Regions from separate parts of the Hordeum vulgare genome. Here region 1 is linked to region 2. Evidence: chromatin contacts called from public Hi-C data. All regions are on one chromosome and are shown on one strand. Each heading gives the region's core, a stretch centred on a gene start, on an enhancer-like site or on the middle of the called end of the contact. The rest is flanking DNA. Distances are from core to core; before and after follow the strand shown. Region 1 holds the start of LOC123445214 (small ubiquitin-related modifier 1-like). Region 2 holds the start of LOC123445212 (protein XRI1-like).

Evidence for each region. A called contact is a pair of places that touch in the nucleus more often than the background predicts.
Region 1: a contact with region 2 is called in a Hi-C map of seedling, with 2.1 times the contacts expected there. The contact joins the promoter of LOC123445214 here to the promoter of LOC123445212 in region 2. A contact is called at or near these places in 2 of 6 Hi-C or Micro-C datasets (leaf and seedling).

The regions. Positions count from the first base shown.
Region 1 is chr3H:572,078,157-572,081,289 of MorexV3_pseudomolecules_assembly, reverse strand. It overlaps LOC123445214 (small ubiquitin-related modifier 1-like), which reads left to right and starts at 1,748. Exons shown (of 3, transcript XM_045122172.1): 1 at 1,748-1,958; 2 at 2,643-2,792; 3 at 2,892-3,133. The coding sequence starts at 1,875. The coding sequence ends at 2,963.
Region 2 is chr3H:571,866,281-571,869,070 of MorexV3_pseudomolecules_assembly, reverse strand. It overlaps LOC123445212 (protein XRI1-like), which reads left to right and starts at 1,410. Exons shown (of 9, transcript XM_045122170.1): 1 at 1,410-1,673; 2 at 2,597-2,652; 3 at 2,737-2,790. The coding sequence starts at 1,639.

The sequences.
Region 1 (3,133 bases), core at 499-2,998, 210 kb before region 2:
AGCATCACTGAAGAGATTGTAATTGTGTGGAACCGACACTTGTCACCTTGGAAGACTATGTATCCTCCACGCGGTTAGGCGTCATGGTATAGAGCATCCAAGAGGAAACTATGGATTGTCCGGTGATCGGGTTTGTGAGGGTTTGAAAGTCTCCACAAAAGACTTACCACGAGTGTTGAGCAAGGTTTGTGTAACCTTAGCTCAAGGAAAATACGACAAGGACTGTGTGTCGTGATACTGTGTGTCCTTTGATTTAAATATAAAGCCGCTCCAAACGAGACGTATGACTGTCACATCAGTTGGAACTGGGTCATCAACTCATTGTCTTCACCGAGCTCCTCATTATGTTTCCTCAACGCTTTCATTTTCCTTAAGTATTTGTTGATGAAATTGATCGTTACTGTTTAAAGACTTTGACTGAAGTCTTTCTTAATTTCCTCACCTCAATTTCTTCAATCACCTTGTTCTTCACTTGCCTATCATGTTTACTCGCTACTCGTGTTGTGTGTATGTTTCATTTCATCATGACGACTATGCTACTGCTATGTTATGTTGACACGTGAGTACTTATTCCGCTGCAAGTGGTTCGTCACTTACAAAATTCCTCAAGTAGTAATTCCTGAGTGACAAGTTTATAAAAATTGCCTATTCACCCCTCCTCTAGTCGATATAACGCACTTTCAAGTCGCCTAGACGGGTCGCCCACGTGCGAGCCATTCGGGCATATCGGACGGCTCAGAGCGCTCTCTAGAAGCCCACGACATGACACCGTGAAATGGACGACTCAAGGCGTTGGGGTTCACGTTGTACCATTGCGCGCAGGGCAGCCCGCAAGAGGGCCATCGCGCGCGCGCCCATCGCTGCCCAATGAGGGTGGCCCCGAGAACGTCGGGTGGTCCACCCACCATGGACCCTCCACCCAGATCGCTCGAGGAGATCGGACGGCTTAGAGCCGCCCGAAGAGGCTCCAACGGCAAGCCGTCCAACGACAGACGACCAGAAGGCCCTCTTCCTCTTGAAGAGTCTTGCAAGGCGGGTACTCCAACATTTTTCATAGGAGTAATGAGTGTCACATGAAAATATCCAATACGCATAGCTAACAATCCTAGCGGACTTTGGGCATCGTGGCGGCTCTATCACTCTATAGGTAGTGCATAGAAGACTTCCTGTTGACTGTTATATTCTTTACTTTTTTTTCCTTTGAACTTAATTTGTATCCGTATTTCATTCTATTTCATTCTCCTAAGAATTTTCGCATCACAACTTCGGATCAAACGGTAACGTTGTACAATCAACTGTTTCGCCATATGATGTTTAGTGTAAATTATAAGAATTAAGTAAAATATACATTGACGGCGGTTCTAGAGAAACAAATGCTTTCAAAACAAGCAAAGAACAATCTTGGGAAGGAATAAATTCTTGTTGTAGTCCAACTTTTGGTCGAAGGGAGAAGAAATTCCAAATAGTAGCTCCCTTCCCCGAGAAGACACTAGAACAGTTTCATGCGCATACACGTTGGGTTGAGAGCGGGAGGGGATCGCCACCCCGTTCTTTTCAAAAGGAAACGGGGCCTTGACCAGGTCTGCGTGCAAAGTACGCGCAGTCCACACGGGATCCGTGTCGCGAGCAGCCCCGGCACGCCGGCCAATCCACGCGCGGCCCATAGGGTTCCCGCGCAGGGAGGATCCGGACGCCACGCCACTATTAAATCCGGCTCTGGGTGGCCGCGCTATAAACCTCCCCTGCCCCCCCGCGTCCGCCGTGCAGACTCGAGTCTTCTTCTTCTTCCCCTGCTCCTGCTCGGATCCCCCTACGGCCCTACCCCTGACCTCAGCTCCTCGGCGGCGCGGCACAGCACTGAGGAGTCGCCGGAGATGTCGGGCGTGACGGCGGACGAGGACAAGAAGCCCGCGGGCGACGGCGGAGGCGCCCACATCAACCTCAAGGTCAAGGGGCAGGTCTGATCCAATCCGTTCCCCGTCTCGTCTTCCCCTCTCCTTTTCTTTATGGAGATACTGGTTCTCGTTGTGGTTGGTGGCGGTCGGATCCTAGGATTGGGGTTGGTAGGGCTGTCGATTTAGAATCCGGATCTCTGTTTCTGCTCCGTCGCCGATGGGCTTGTTTAGATGCATGGCTCTGTAGTCTGTAGATCCATTTGCCTAGTCTGGCCGATTCGTAACCTACTTGATAGTCATGGACCTGCTGTACATGTTCTACTAATGTGTTTGTAATGCTTGAGTGATGGGTCGGAAGCATAATCGAGCAACTTTACCGACCCGTCGTCAATCTTGATGACTCGCCCGCTTGATAGTGATAAAGTTGGATTATTTAGCCACTGGTAGGGTAGGATATTCCCAAATGTGGTCAAGTGTAAGGGACCAGGGTTGCCTAGGTCCTAGACAAAACTTGTGTTGTTAGCTCTTGCTTACTTCTACTGATGTGTGCAGTCTTTTTTTTTTACTTCTTTATTTGTATTCAGAAATAAAATTCATATGTATCTGGCAAATCATAACTAGGGCAGGACCAGGAAATAAATTGGTTTTATTGCTTCATAGTGAGCCTCAGTCCCTTTTTTTCCCAGCAGGCAATATGTGTCTACTCAATGCCTAGCTATTGACACTTGTCCCTCTTTGGTTCTGCAGGATGGCAATGAGGTTTTCTTCCGCATCAAGAGATCCACACAGCTCAAGAAGCTGATGAACGCCTACTGTGACCGCCAGTCTGTGGATCTCAATTCCATTGCGTTCCTTTTTGATGGTCGTAGGCTCCGTGGTGAGCAGACCCCCGACGAGGTATGCTGCTGTTATGCCAACATTATAGAACCTTAACATTCAGTAACTCGATAGTCTGTACCATTGTTGATGTATTATATTGTTTGCAAATTGTTTTAGCTTGAGATGGAAGAAGGCGATGAGATTGATGCCATGCTGCACCAGACTGGAGGGTGCTTTCGTCGCGCTTAGAAGGATGTTGCTGCAGCCTGGCTGTTCTATGTCGTATGGTACCTTTTAGACTAGAGTAAAATGTAAGAAGTGAATGAACTTTTGAAGCCATGGTCGTGTGCCATTGCCAAGGGGGATCTAGAGGTGAAAGAACATCCTGAGTACTGTTGCTGTTATGACTGAACTATCAT
Region 2 (2,790 bases), core at 161-2,660:
GGTCGAGGGCCCCACGAACGCCCCCAGATGAATCGCGGCCAGCGGTCCAGACGCCATGAACAGCGACTGGAGAGCCAGAGGAGACGATGACGGCGGGGCTGGGGAGGTGCGGCGACGGCAACGAAAGACATAGATCGACCTATATTGATAGCATGTAAAACTTAGGTTTAGGGAACTGCTCAACACCCTTTGATGGGTGCGATTATCTTATATATATATATATATATATATATACAAAGTGTACATTAGAGATTACAAGTCATGTACAGAGACTACGCATATATACAGTCTAATAACGTCGAGGAAGCTTCGTTGGGAAAGTAACTACCGCCACCACAACATCGTCTGACCAAGGGTAGCACTAGACGTCGAGGAAGCTTCGTCGAGAAAGTAACTACCGCCAGCATAGCATCGTCTGACCAAGGGTAGCACTAGGCGCCGAGGAAGCTTCATTGGGAAAGTAACTGCTGCCAGCACAACATCGTGTGCCCGAGGGTGCGGTAGACACCGAGGAAGCTTCGTCGCGAAAGTAACCACTGCCAGCATAACATCGTGTGACCGAGGGAGCGGTAGACATCGAGGAAGCTTCGTCGCGAAAGTATCCGACACGAGCGCTAGACGCCGAGGAAGCTTCGTGTGGAAGGAAAATAACGCTCCCGAAAGAGGGGCGGTGGTGGGGACACGCAGAGACACACGGATCACGTGTGAGTTGACCGACGCGAGCGTCATATCGCCGGATGAAGGGGGGAATCATTTTCTAAATTGTTTTTTATGATTAATTGGCGAAAAAGATGAAAGAACTTGAGCCAATTATATGTTGTGAAAAACGGGGAGTTTGGGCATATTTTTGTACAGCTCACAAGAATGTAAAGACTAAAATGAAAACATAATAAGGTTTCTAATGTTTTTTGTAAAAGGTTTCTAAAAATAATGAAAACTTCTTTTCTGAGGGAAAAAAATAATGCAAACTTGAAGATGTGCACATAACAACGAGTCAGCTTGAAGCGAGAGCCCGTTCTGATACTGCTCGTGGAGACTGCAGGTGCGTCCGAGCACGTCGTCGGCCGAGGCACGGCGCGGAAATGCCATGCCACCGGTTCCGTTCCGCCGTGGTACCGCCAACGGACAGCCTGCGCGGCCGCGCCGCACGGTTTCTTTCTTTCTTTCCCCTTCCTTCCTTCCTTCCGCCACAAGGCTACGGGGCGGGGCAAAGCCTAAACCTGAAACTGCCCTGATAAATTAATCATCATTACCGACTGATCCGTGAATTGGCCGATTAGTCATAGGATAATCATCGTCTTCTCGTCCTCGGCCCCCGCGCCCCCCTTGAGCGGTCACCTTGGAGAGCGAGCGAGAGGGGGGAGGGGGGGGAGGCAATAAAGGCGCAAGCTTTGTTTTCTCGGGGACGGACGGGGGCCCGTAGAGAGAAGCACGAGGGAGAGGTGACTGAGGGAGGGAGGGATAAACTGCTCCCACCACCACCACCACCACCACTGCGCCCACTCTCCAGTCTCCAGTCCCTTCCTCCGTCCCGCTCCACCCGCTCCCCACTCCGCGTCCCCCCTCCGCTTCCTTCCTTTCCTTCTCCGCCTTTCCCTTTAGAGCGCCGCCGGCCTCGGATCCGGTCCGCGGCGGGGGATGATGGACTTCGACGGCGGCATTGGCGATCAGAGGTGCCTCTCCTTCGTCCTCCTCCCCCTCCCTCCTCCGTCCGGTTTCTTCATCCTCGCCGACCACCGTACGGCGCGGCCGGAGAAAAAAAAGCTTGCCGTATTTTTTTTTCGTTGAGTCGCGCGATTTGTTTCTTCTTCGGGCCTTAATCCCGTCGTCCCCCTCCACTGGTTGAGCCGCCCTAATTTCGCTTTCTCGGTACGGCGGTTACTTCTCCGTTGGTGCTAGTACCGCCCTTTTCCGTCCTCATCGTCTTCTTCATCTTTTCGTCCTCGCATGATGTTTGGGGAACCAAGCAGGGCAGGGGAAAAGACTTCCAATTCTGGGAGAGAAAAAAAGGATCATGTCTTCTTTTGACGGAGGCTTTTAGTTTCCTCTTTTGTGCCGTACCGTGGTTGGTTGCGACTAGGGATGGCTGGCCGTGTGTGCGTTGGTGCTGGTCTTGTCTTTTGCTGTTAAACCCTAGCTAGCTGCTGTTCATGGCGTCCTTCCATTTTCTCCTGCCTCTGTTTCTTTGGCCCATGCCCATGCCCATGCCAGGCTGTTTCTTACATGCGAATGCCCAAGCTTTCCTAATCCTCAAAGGTTTCCTTTTTTTTACTGCGAGTTACTCCTTGCGCTGTTAATGTTTTCTGTAAATCTTTGCGCTACAATACCGCTGTCTTGGGCTCTGAAGAACATTCTGGTGTCCGCAGGAAAAGGAAAACACTGAAATGTGCTAGTATAAGAGTTGAATTTTTCACCATCTATTCAGATGTACTTGGGACTTTTTACATGTTCAGGCTGCAGCTCTTGTTGTGTAATAAGCCTGTGCAAAGATGCATACTCTGCGCTCTACTCATTTTTATGTAAAGCTTTCACCAACTGTTTACGCCTGAGTGGCCATCATCCCTAACAATGCTCTTTGATGTGCAACTTTGTGCAGTGAGATGTGGGACTGGCAGAATCAAGAGTTCGATTTGCAGAAGGATCTGTTACCAGGTTTGCGGCACGCCTTTGCATCATTCCTACTTCCCTAAAACTGCATCCAGTTGACTGATGAGGGCTACTCTTCTGATTTTGCAGCTCCATCTACCTCCTTGTGGGCTGAAGCAAACCACAATGAGGTTGATTCTTGGA